Linked DNA regions of Mus musculus: regions 2 and 3 are each linked to region 1. The links are chromatin contacts, called in public HiChIP or PLAC-seq maps. All regions are on one chromosome and are shown on one strand. The core of a region is the stretch at or near the end of the contact, and the rest is flanking DNA. Distances in the headings are between cores, read along the strand shown.

Region 1 (4,128 bases), core at 1,049-3,548:
GTTTCAGCACCTGATGTGGCGTGACAGCTCCTGATTCGTTGCTAGCCCATCATCACCCCATTACTATGCCCCGAGATGGGCAGTGGCTAGGCGTGAGTTCACTCTTGCACTTGCGCATAAGGCTTGTTTACTAGTTAGGCGCAGTGGAAGCCAGCGCCATCTTATAATGGCGATTGCTCACGGCATGCATGGCTCTCCACAGCGATTGCTCGCGGCACGGCTCTCCACACACAATTCCACAATTCTAGAGTCTGGGGCTCAAAGATCAAGGCCAGCACTGCCGTTGCTGAGGGCTCAGTCCCCATGTTTTAGATGCCACTTTGCTGCTATGCCCTTCTGTGTTGTAAAGTCATCGAGTCCTCTACACCTTCATCTCATTTGAAAGAGTCCCCCTTACCAACCTGCTCACCTCAAAAAGAGCCCAGCTCTTTACACTATCACCCGAAGGATTACGATCCAACAAATTTTATAGAGATACCAACTTAGACCATAACAACCTGAGTGGTAGGCTGAGACAAGCACACTCTTACATACATAGAAACCCATGGTTTCTCTTCCTAGCCTGCATAGAAAGTCATGACAGTAGATTGAGAGATACCGGGACCCAAGTCAAGAAAGACTGAACAGCTCAGAAGGGGGACCAACCACAGCTGGATGGGTTCTCAGGCAGCAGCCACAGGTCCTGGGATGCCAAAGAAAGGAAGCCAGGTCTGCTGGGTCAAAAAACAGAAACTTCACAGATGGGCTCCCACTCCAGTTACATCACAGAGACAGACAGAATCCCAGGTCAGTATGAAGTGCCGCTCTAGTGCATCTTGAAGAAGAGAAAAGAGATACAAGAAATTGGGAAAAGCTGACTTTTTCTTTCTATTGATACCTTGCTGTATGTTCAGCTGGTTGCACTTCTTTGCATTGAGCGTAGTCCTTTATCACGGTTCCAGAATCAAGCTGGCTGAAGTACACAGAGCTGGGACTGGGGAGATGGCTCTGTGGGTAAAGTGCTTGCATCTCAGGCATGAGGACCTGAGTTCAGTTCCCTGGACCCCACATAAAGCCAGATACAATATTGCACATCTGCAAGGGGTGGAGGCCGAACACCTCCACCTGGAAGGAGGAAGAATGGAAGCTCGTGAGCCAGCTAGCCTGAAGCACAGCATAGCGAGTAAGAAAACATGTTGTCTCCAAGGAGATGGAAGGCTGCTGCCCTCTGACTGTCACACAAGTCCCATGGTGCATTGGCACCTACACCACCACCCCACACAGAGCATCTTTTAAAGTTCATGGGTGTGAAAGAGCTAAGGAGAACTTCATGTGGCAGGAAAGTGGACAGCTTCCTGTTCACCCTCACAGCCCTTCCCTGCCCTGCATGCCGGTGGATGGAGGGGTCCTAAACACCCGCTTGCTCTCACCCAGCACCTGTCTGTAGCAGCTGTGGTAAAGCCTCTAGTGATTGTCCTTGAGGCTCTACGTGTGCCTGTCTGTCTCTCCCCTTTAGATAGCATTAAATGGACCCAGTGTGACCTGGAGCAGAGGACCATTCATGGTGTTCTCAACAGACTGCAGTCCAACACACATTTGACCTAACTCCGCCCATCTCACCCTCAGATGTGTGCCTTGGGCCTGTACATAATCAGTTTAATTTTCCATGGCTGAGAGCTTTGTGGGGGCAAAGCATGAGCTAAGGGTATTGCCAGCCAGTTCCTACTGGTCTATGAGTCAAATCTGGTCATGTCATGTACTGTGTGGAATTCATCCTAAAATGTAGTCAAGCAAAAATAAATAAATACCAAGCATAAAAATACAAATGAATAGAATTCATTGCACTCTGCAGCCAGGCTGTTGAAATGACCATTGGCCACTGAACTGTCCTTGAACTCCAAAAGGAACTCAGTGGGGCACAGCATCAGTTTTGAAGCAGATGAGTTCTGCCCCTAGCTGTGAGGAGTCTAGGGTCTTGAGTCTCCTCAGGGCCCCCAGGCCCTTACTTCCCATCCTGCTCTTACGCAGGCTTTGTCATGCACTAAATTTACCACTTGGCCTACAAGTGTGCCCTGCTTAGATCCTGTGTGCTATCCTAAAGACATGGACATTGCTTGTGCCCAGGAGGTTTGTCAGAACCTGTAGGGTGACCTGGAATTCTGGAGGCCCTAAGTCAGAGTAAGGCCTCTGCTGGGTGTCTCCTCTGGGGCTCCTGACTGCTGATGTGGCTGTTGCTTCTGTTGCCTAAGCCCTGCATATTCATGTGCTGTTCTGTGTATGACCTCATTTCCCTTTGCGTAAAGACGCCAGTCATGTTGGATCTGGGCCCACCAACTCCAACATGACCTCATCTTAACCACCACAGTATTGATGCTAGCCATAGATAGATATGGAGATGTGGTCGCCTGCTAGCACTTCAGTCTGTGCGTGTGGAGAGGCAGGGACACAGTTAAACTAAGTTAAACACAGTTAAACACAAAGGGGTACCCTTTGTGATGTCTCATTTCTCCTAGGATGGCTGGTTGCTTCCCATTCCCTGCCTTCCTGAGGCTCATTGTCTTTGCCTGTGTCCCCATGGTTATCTGTGTCCTGTGGTCTGACAGTGCTCAATGTCAGGGTGGACAAGAATCCAGGAAGAGCTTGTAATAGATGTGAGGGCCAAGAGGAGATGGAGTTCTGCATCTCTGGATGAGCACATGGGTGGGAAATCCCATTTGGAGATCCTATAGAATAAGCAGTTATTTCTGAGAAAAGTCTATGCAGATCTATACTATATATTCTGCATAGTTATAATCAAGTTTATATTCTTGTTTGTTTGGTCGGTTTTTGTTGTTTTTTGTTTGTTTGTTTGTTTGTTTGTTTGTTTGTTTGTTTTGGGGGGGTTGCTGTTGTTGTTTTTTTGTTTTTGTTTTTTTTGTTTTTGTTTTTTGTTTTTTTGAGACAGGGTTTCTCTGTGTAGCCCTGGCCATCCTAGAACTCACTTTGTAGACCAGGCTGGCCTCGAACTCAGAAATCCGCCTGCCTCTGCCTCCCAAGTGCTAGGATTAAAGGCGTGCGCCACCACCGACCTGCACAAATTTATATTCTTGATCCTAATTAGTATTTTTAAATTTTTATCTTGACTAATATTTTTAGCCAGTTGTTTGTTTTGTTGATTTTTGTTTGTTTTCTTGTCTTTTTTTGAGACCAGGTCTTACCCCAGGCTGGCCTAAAAGTCAAGATCCAACCTGCTTCTAGCACCTGAGTCCTGGGTTTACAGACACATACCACTATGCCCAGCTTGCTAATCTTGTATTTTCTTTTAAGTGTTATTTATTTTTAAGTGTGTGTGTGTGTGTGTGTGTGTGTGTGTGTGTGTGTGTGTGTGTGAGAGAGAGAGAGAGAGAGAGAGAGAGAGAGAGAGAGAGAGAGAGAGAGAATGTACACCACGTGAGTGCAGTGCCCACAGAGGTCAGTAGAGGGCACCAGATTTCCCAGAACTGTAGTTACAGGCAGTTATGAGTTGCCTAACTGGAGTTCTAGAAACCAAACGTGGGTCCTCTGAAAGAGATGGTGTGTGCTATTAACTTCTGAGCCATTTCTTCAGTCCCATTGATCTTTCAAATGGCTGGATTCTGTTTGTTTCTGATGTGACTTGTGTTGTCCTTGTCCTTGGGATCAGGAGGGGTGGTCCATGGTTGCTGCCTCTTTAGCTGCAGCCCTGGCGTCCCTGGGGTGCAGTTGGTTAAGGTTCTGCTGTAGCACAGGTTTAACATGTGTGCTGCATCTCTCTGACTTGGGGGTGTATGAATCCACCTTTCCCAGTCAGCCGTGTGCAAACGCCAAGTTCTATTTTTACACCTCCTCAGCTCCTTTGACAGTGCCTCTCTCTCCTGCTTAGCAACAAGAAAACCAAATTTAACTTCACCTGTAAACAAGTCTGTCAGGCATTTTCCCCCACTTATAACCAACTGATTTAACTTTGTTGCTCTCAGATAAACATCAGCCCCTGTTCAGTACTAGGCACTGGCTGGTCAGGAGCACAGCTGTTCTGGTGGTTGTCTGTCCCCTCCTAAGCAGCCACGCCCTCAGGCTGGCTGTTAGGGCTATGGAAAGGGATGTAGTGGGGAGGTGGTAGTGGTCGCTCTGGTGGCATCAGGTTGTGGCACA
Region 2 (4,128 bases), core at 640-3,139, 210 kb before region 1:
ACCGCTGGCTCCACCCCACTCCCCTCCTCACAGCCAGCCTGGCTCCTGGGCCCTGGCCTTACACATCCAGCACACTGGCTCTCCAAGTGTGCCTACCCAGCTATCTGGAGGACTCTGCCTCCAACCCCTGAACCATTATTTCTCCCAGGCAGCAGCCTTCACCCCTCACTTGGGCCCCTACAAGGCTCTAGGCAACACCATTGGATGGAGCCTGTTATACTCTGTATTTCCTGTGTGTGTGTAGGCCAGAGGTCAACATTGGGATGTCTTTTTCAAGACTCTCCCCCTTATTTTTTTGAGGCAGAGTCTCTCGCTGAACCTGGAGCTATTGGTTCGGGTAGACTGGCTGGCCACACAACCCCAGAGATAAAGCCTGACTCTGCCTCCCCAGTACAAGGCTTGCAGGCACAGCCACCACGCTCTGCTCTTACATAGGATCAAATTCACTTTACCTACTGAGCCATCTTCAAAGCCCATGCCTTTTATTTCCTACTGAGCGGTGGTCTGTGCCACACAAGAGGACAGAGATCCTGCTTATCTGTAGCCCCAGCTTCAGAACAGCCTTGGCACATGGCTTGTGTGCCCAAGAAATACTTTTGAGCAAATGAACTACAACCTTAAGAGACATTCACCCAGAGGCTGGCCTGGTGGTACATACTTGTAACCCCAGTGCTCTGGAGGCAGCTGGATCTCTGTGAGTTCATGGCCAGTCTGGTTTGCAAAGTCAGTTCCAAGCCAGCCAGGGACCCTGTCTCAACAAAACAAAGTAAAAGAAATATTCAGTGGATTGGGAGGATAGACCTGTGAACAAGTCAGCTGTGAGACAAGCCACAGCAGTCTAAAATAAGGCCACTGTGGTAGGTCACTGGGCACAGTCCTTTTTTATCCCTCATCAAGCCACTCTCTGTCACCATGCCATCCCAGGTCTGGGACTGGGACAGTCTCTATCGTGTTCAGATGGCCAGGATTTTAGGTGGAAGAGTGTGAGGGCTGAGCGGGCTCCACGGGGAAGAGATATTTAATGGGGCCACCAAGAATGACTAGAGGGACATGTCCCAGACATTCCCTGCTTTCCCACAGCACCAAAATTATAGCACAAATGACCAGGTGCTAAGGCAGAGCCCACAGCATCCTCCTGCCTCTGCAGGGACCCCAGCAGGGATTCTGTGCTGGAAGCCGTGGTCACCCTGAGTTTCCCTGACTTTACCTGTGAGCACAGTGGCACAGCTCTGCAGCCAGGAGAAGCAGAGAAGGGGGCTGAGGAGGCAGGATGACTAGCTTTCACCTGTGTTCCCGGGTCACAGGACACCAGGACAGAACCAGATGACAGGGTCTGTCACAGGGCGCATTTCTACCCAGGAAGCTCCAGGCACAAATGGATACCACTGTCCTGAGTGGTTCCTCTTGCCTTTGATGCCGAACAGCCCTTTATAGCTGAGGGAGAGCTGAGCAGGCTGTAGCAAAGCAGAGAGATGCTGGATCTGCACTTCAGACAGCAGAGGAGATGCAGGACACCATGCCTCCCTTCCCAGGAAACCTCGCTCCCCCTCTTCTTCCTCATCGCTTTGCTAGGATGAGACCCACCCCAAGCCTGGTCCTTCTGCCCCTGGAGAGAATAGGGCTGACTTTGCATCTAGCCCTGTGTGCACTCCTGGCTGAGGGGTGGTGACACAGGGATGCTACAGCATCTCCAGAAAGAAGAAAGGGAAGGGAGGCTGGTCAGGAGCGCAGAAAGGAAAAGAGGACCTGGGAGATGCAAGGGGTGGGTTCTCTACACAGCCTTACCATGCTGTAGCACTCAGCGCTGCTGGCCTGCAGCTCACCACAGAGCCCAGCCTCCCTTCTGTTTGGATTAGGTAATGACATCATGGCCAAAGGCTGTCACTCCCCAACACCAAAGGAAGCAGAGGATGGTGGTGGTGGCGGGGGAAACCCGAGCCTCTTGAGCCTCCCATCCGGGACTAGAGAGACTAGCCAGACTAGCTGACTAGCGGGCCAGGGAACCTGAAACCACCACCCTCAGGCAACCCCTGCTGAGCTGGGCAGCAAGCTCTGGGGTCCCTCACCCCTCCCTGCCTGCTGAGGCTGCTTCCTGGGGAAAGGCAGAGCAGAGGGGCGAGGGTTCCCATCACAACCCGCTCCTCATGAGCAAAAGCACATGACCACATGCCCAGGGCCAAGAGGAAATAGCCTGGGCATGAGGAAATGAGAGCAGCCAGGGGCGTCCACTCCCTGCATCAGCTACATTCCTCAGTGCTTCACTGAACTGGTCTAGAGGGTCCCAGAGAGCCCAGGAGGGACAGGGTGGGGGGACCAGAGGAGGGATGGGGTTAAGGGAGGTGGAGGGGGTAGACAGGGGCCGGGGGCTGAAGGGGGGCCAGAGGAGGAGAAGGGGAAGCCAGAGACTTTTAAGAATCCAAAGCCACAGCAGCCTGCTCTCCAAACCCCTCTCTTTTCTGGGAAAAGGGCAGAGATCCCTGGCTTTGCCTCCTTCTTAGGATGGAAGCCCCAAGGAAGAGAGAGGAGGGACCTGGCCCCTGCAGAGTCCCTCCCTGTGACACCAGCCTGTGCACAGGCTGAAGCTGGGCGGTCACTGTCAAGTCAGCCTTCCTCTGGGATGCTGGCCCATCCAGCATAGTTCAGATGTGGCAATTCTTTGGGGCCAAGCATCACAAGGCTTCCTGTTCCCCACCAGGACACCCTCCCTCTCTCTACCCACCCCTTCCTCTCTCCATCCATCCCTCCTCCCTTCCAGTCTGAAGTCCCCCTACCAACATGGGTGGGGGCAGGACTGTCACTATGATATGAAGTTATGCCTTACACAAGGCTGCCTGCAGGTTGGCTATGGAATGCTGTGTTCACAGGCTTATGGGATGCACACCTGGGAAAGGGGAGCCATATTGTGGGAGATGCCAAGCCCCCCTCTCTTTAAAGATGAATGGGACAGGATAACAGGAAAGCCAAAGTGAAAGGAGCGGCGGGCCAAGCAAACATCACCTAAAAGCGGGTACTTGATGAGCTATGGCCAAGGCCTTCCCACTGCCATAGAGGGAAGAGTTCTAAAGCTGGGGGAGGGGTGTCCTGTCACTGACAACCTGCACCCTCGCCTGATCCCACCCACCCCCAGCTCCTGATACCCAGATGCCTCGGATGCCTCAGTGAGCATCCTTTCGGATTAGAGGCATTCAGTGTCACACACAGAGACGACAGGAACCTACCTTACCAGGCCTGGCTCTGTAAGTTAATCATATCTCCTATCTTCCCTGTGTCCCTGACCAGGGTGGATAGTGTGGAACAGGACTCCCACCTGGGCCTCCAGGTCCCTGGTTCGTTCCTAAGCGGAGTGTTACTTGCTCGTCAGAGCAGAAGCCGCTCTCCAACATTCTGTTGCTTGCTTTACTCAGAGCCAAAAATCTGTAGCCATTTCTTCCTCTGAATCCACTAGTCAATCAGTCAGTCCGTCGATCAAATTTACCATCTATGAGTTCCAGCATGCACACGGGACAGTATTTGTGTGAGGGCCAGAAGTTCTCAGCCTCTATCCTAAGGAAGCTGAGTCTCCTCTCGTCAATGCTGCTCTGCTGTGTACCTGAAGCCCCACCAACGGGCCAAGATTTAGAAGCCAGGCTCTAAATGAAAGGTGTGGATTAAGAAATGAAACTTCTGGGCTGGCAAGATGGCTCAGAGGGTAAGAGCACTGACTGTTCTTCCAAAGATCCTTGAGTTCAAATCCCAGCAACCACATGGTGGCTCACAACCACTCATGAGAACTGAGCTCCTCTTCTGGTACCTCTGAAGTCAGTTACAGTGTACTTATCTATAATAATAAATAAATCTTTTTTTAAAAAAAGAAATGAAACTTCTATGGAAATGCTTTCTTAGTGTGTCCACTGTCAAGCTGTGGCAGGGCTGAGCCCAGTTTGCATGTCCAGGCTCTGCTAACTCACCATCTTGTCAGCCATGGAATGTCCTGAGTAAACAGTAGGGCCAGAAGGACGGACCCCACCTACCTGATGTAGCCAAGACTCTGATGCCCATTTGGGTGGGGAGGCTCATCACGGTGCTGATTGGAATCCCAGGTCATGCTAGTACAGTCTCCTCCCAGAGATGCTTAAACCCAGGCCCACC
Region 3 (4,128 bases), core at 639-3,138, 170 kb before region 1:
ATTGTTTTTGCAGGCTCCTGGAGGGGGAAGTGACATCATGCGGTGTCCTCAGCCAGAGGGATGGGGGTAGGGGCTCTGCGGTTGTGTGTGCTTTGAATTAAGTCAGCGCTTGTGCATTCCAGTAGCCAGCATCTGGCAGCGAATCCATCAGCCAGTGTAGCACTTTCAATGGCAAACCCAGATGTTGGCTTAGCAGAAGGAAAAGAGGAGAAAGCAAATTTTGAGCTGCAGGGGGTGGGGGCACAAAGCACTTAAACACGAGCCTCATGCTGCTGTGTCCAGCTTCGTGGGTAGGTAGTGGGACAGGACTGGATATAGCTGGTCCCACTCTGGTGTCTGCCCCGAGCCTAGCCTGTAAATGTTCAGTCAACAGTCACCCATGCCTTGCTTCTAGTTCATTCCATATTCTCTGAGTCTCTGCACTTCCCTGGCCTTCAAATGGCCGGGGACTCAGGAAGGCTGCCCATCTGTGATGGGTTTCCCTTCTCTACAGCCCCAGAGGTCACAGTGATGACCACTGCTGTGTGTGTGGTTTAGGGGTTATTCCTATTCCTATTAGAGGATTCTCTATTTCCTCTCCTTTCCTGTCCATCTGTCTGCCCACTGCCTAGATCAGAGTGATCTAAGACCAGGGCGGTGAAGGCTTTTACTGGGACAATCTCCCCGGTCTCCTCCTCCATCCAGTGTTCTCACCAGATAAGAGCTAAGACCCATGTCTGCTGTACTCAACAGTGCCGGCCCTGTCTCGCAACAGGACCGTTAAGTGGGAGAGGAGTGTCCACCCAGGTTTAACCCAGACCTGTGGTTCCTGGCTACCTAGAAGCAGCCCAGTTGTCAATGGAGATTCTCCATGTCTGCCCCTCCCCACTCCCTACAAACACTCCAGAACTGTGTCCCCATTAATGTTCTAGCCTGAAAATCCTGTGTCTACCCCAGACTCTCAGCTCATCCGTCTCCTCTCATATGAGATTTTCAAAAAAGAAAGTAGATGGCCTTCATCCCTGAAGCAAAGTGAGCACACAGTCACATACTGTCCTGGCCCATCTGACTGTCACGGGACCAGGGCCAGCGTCCAGGTCTTTGTCTTATAGGAGCAGAGAAATTTGCCCTGTTTTCAATGTGTCCCTAGCACTGTATGCCCTGCCCAGGGCCTCACTAGCCCTCACCATCACAATATGACACAAGCTGGTGACATCTGTGTCACCTGCACCGTCAAATGGTCTCTGAGGATCACGACTGTCAGAGTTCATCTCTGCAGCAGCGCCTCTCACACAAATGCGCGCACCTGATTGTATCTCACTCAGTCTTTCGGCTTAGATCATGTCAGGGACTCAACGGCGGTGTGGGAAGTTGGGGACTTCCATGAGACAGCAGTATTGAATCCTAGGTTCTATGGGAGAGAAAGGAGAGCTTTTGGCTGTCTGGAAGTCATTGGGCTTATTTTCTGATTGCCAAGAGGGTGTTGCCTTTATTGAACATTTATTGTTTGTTTTGGGTTGAGACATGGTCTCAAATAGCCCAGGCCAGCCTCAGAACTCTATAGTTCAAGGGAATGCTAAGATTCTAAGAACATGCCATGTCCAGTTGTAGGTGGTGGGACTTGAGCTAAGGACTTTGTGGATGGCAACTTAAGCCCTCCACCGGCTAAGCTACAGCCCCAGCCCTTAGTGAACACATTGGAGGAGTAAGCATGGTGCAGTATAATGGGCCATTACTGAGAAACAAGGCTAGAAGTTCTCTAGACAGGCAGAAGGAGGTGAGTCACTCCTTTGAGACCCCTGTCCCGTCTTGTTTCCAAGCTGACAACAGTGCTATACAGAGAGCAAACACTGGGCAGTATTTACCAACATGCTCACACATTTGCATAAGCACAGTGATGGTTGTACAGATTACACAGTGGGGACCAAGGGCCAGCCATGCCCATGCTGCCATCCTGAGGCTGTCAGGGTCAGCCCAGCTCCATCTGGCAGATGTTCTCTGAGTCCCATCTGTTCCATAGCATGGCCTCTACCGGTTAGGACCTCTCAGCAGGCAGATGCACAGGCATTTACACCAGATAGTGTGGGAGAAGAGCAGCAGCCACTGCAGGGAGAAGCCAGGAAGGGCTGCTTCTCGAGGCTGAGTGCAAGTTCTCTGGGAAGGGAGCTAGAGGTGGCATTTTGGGTAGAAGAGCTTTTCTGTTCTGGGGGGGGGGGAGTAACATATCTGGGTATCCGAGCATGTGGGGGCCAGGGAGCAAAATGGATTAGGAAAGAGCAAGGGCCAAGTGATGTTGCAGAACGTATAGCTCTGGCTGTCCTGGAATTAGCTATATAAACCAGGCTAGGCTCAAATTCAGAGATCTGCTTGCCTCTGCCTCCCCAGTGCTGGGATTAAAAGTGTGCATCATCTGGCTCAAAAAGTTAAGGGAAGGTATTTTGCAGGAATGTTTATGGAGAAGGCGCAGAACCGAGAGAGGGCCTTTTGTTGTGGGGTGGCCTGCCAGGTGGCTTGCTTTAGGCTGGGAAACAGGACCTTGTGGCCAGGCCAGTGGTTACTCAGCTGCACAGAAGGACCAAAGCACCAAAGTTAATGGGCCTTGGAGCTGGGTGGGGCCCGGGCTGTGGTGTGAGACTCATGGGGAGGGATCCAGAGTGTGCTGGGGTCTGAAGAGCAGGTGGCACTCCCACGTGCCTGGACCTCCCTGCCTCTGTGGGAAACAGTCCTGGCCACAAGTTTCCAAGACTCAAACTGACCACTGGAGACTCTGAGCCGGCACTGCCTGCTCCTTGTCTCTGTTTATCTCATGTGCCCAGTGACAAAACACTTGCCCAGAGCGACCCTACACCACTGCCATTTGAAGGGCAAGCCTTTAGAAGCCATTAAATAGGCCCTGGCCCAGGTAATAAGCTCCAAGTGAAAGAGAGGGAGGCCTGCCTGTCACAGCGACTGCTGGTGTGCAGAGGGAGGTCTCCAGGGAGGGAGCAGGGGTTTGATTCCTGATAGAAGAGTCCTGTCGGGCATGATCAGGTTCCATACCACTCTGGAACTTTCTTGTTCTGTCTCTGTACATCACTTTTTAAGGCTGTTGTTGCCTGGGATACAGTTCCTACAGGACCTGCGCTGTTGTTGCCTGGGATACAGTTGCCTGGGATACAGTTCCTACAGGACCTGCTTCCTTACCATCGATGTCTAAAGTTTATGAGCCACACCAGTGTCACTAACTGTAACCTGACTAATATGCTTTCCCACCCCCATGTCCTGCTTCTCATAAAATACACGTTACAGAAGGCCACACGCGGTGGCAGGCACTTGTAATCCCAGTACTGGGAAGGAAAAGACAGGGTGGACCCAGGGGCTTGCTGGCCAGAGGCCTACTCACTGAGCTCCAGGCCAGTGAGAGACCCTGTCTCAAAACCCAAGGTGGGGAGCCAGTGAGGATTATACATAAACTCACATGGTAGAGAGAAAGAATTGAAGCTCACAAGTTGCCCTCTGACTTTGATATATTGGTTGCAGCGTGCAAACTTTGCCAGCCTCCAATAAATTAAAAAAAAAAAAAATCAGCTCCTCTCCTCCAAGCAACAAGGCGATTGGCATCTGAGAAATGAAAGTCTCCTCTGACCTTCACATACATGGCCCATAGGATGTTTTCCACGGAAACGTCTTCCTTTTGAGTTGCTAGGGTGGGAACTTAGGCCCTCTTGCATACTAGGCAGGTGGTCTGCCCTGAGCTGTACTCCAGTGCTCCCCAGTGGAGTCCCCAGATCTGAGTCAATCAGGCTTTGAGGTAGATGACCCCTCTGCTCTAGTCCTCAAAGCCTGTTTGAGGATGAGACGCTGGAGTGTCAAAGCCACTTCACCGGCTGTCCATCAACCCTACCTGCAGGAGCAGGATTGCACGCCAGGCCATTCGTTAACCGTTTCTCTAGCGACCGATAAGCAGGAAGAACCAGACCCACAGTGGCTGCAGCCTGCTGTTCGCAGCCACCCGGGCAGGGGCTCCCAGCTTCTTCTGCCTTCACCCTTGTCAGCAAAGGATTCATTTGGGGATTTGCTGGTTTGGGCTGGTTTGTTTTGTTTGAGACAGGGTCTCACTTTGTAGCCCTTGCTGACCTGGAACTCACTATGTAGACCAGGATGACCTTG

Evidence for each region. HiChIP or PLAC-seq counts read pairs in DNA pulled down with a chosen protein or histone mark.
Region 2: a contact with region 1 is called in a FOXA1 HiChIP or PLAC-seq map of pancreatic cancer cells. The contact joins two enhancer-like sites. A contact is called at or near these places in 3 of 115 datasets of contacts at active chromatin or transcription factors (bone marrow-derived macrophages, embryonic stem cells and pancreatic cancer cells).
Region 3: an HNF4G HiChIP or PLAC-seq map of pancreatic cancer cells shows a contact between it and region 1. The contact joins two enhancer-like sites. A contact is called at or near these places in 1 of 484 Hi-C or Micro-C datasets (neutrophils), 2 of 115 datasets of contacts at active chromatin or transcription factors (effector CD8 T cells and pancreatic cancer cells) and 2 of 9 other capture datasets (liver and pancreatic islet).

The regions. Positions count from the first base shown.
Region 1 is chr11:118,151,306-118,155,433 of GRCm38.p6, reverse strand. No RefSeq gene overlaps it. Among named protein-coding and RNA genes, the nearest start is that of Gm38514, 16 kb to the right of the region's middle. Within about 2 kb of position 2,298, at least 60 of the 459 cell types and tissues checked have an H3K27ac peak or open chromatin away from gene starts, as enhancers often do. A contact at or near this core is called in bone marrow-derived macrophages and pancreatic cancer cells, where this site is marked.
Region 2 is chr11:118,361,147-118,365,274 of GRCm38.p6, reverse strand. No RefSeq gene overlaps it. Among named protein-coding and RNA genes, the nearest start is that of Timp2, 7.8 kb to the right of the region's middle. Within about 2 kb of position 1,889, at least 259 of the 459 cell types and tissues checked have an H3K27ac peak or open chromatin away from gene starts, as enhancers often do. A contact at or near this core is called in bone marrow-derived macrophages and pancreatic cancer cells, where this site is marked.
Region 3 is chr11:118,320,696-118,324,823 of GRCm38.p6, reverse strand. The region is part of intron 1 of Timp2 (tissue inhibitor of metalloproteinase 2); the gene reads left to right. Among named protein-coding and RNA genes, the nearest start is that of Cep295nl, 20 kb to the left of the region's middle. Within about 2 kb of position 1,888, at least 33 of the 459 cell types and tissues checked have an H3K27ac peak or open chromatin away from gene starts, as enhancers often do. A contact at or near this core is called in pancreatic cancer cells, where this site is marked.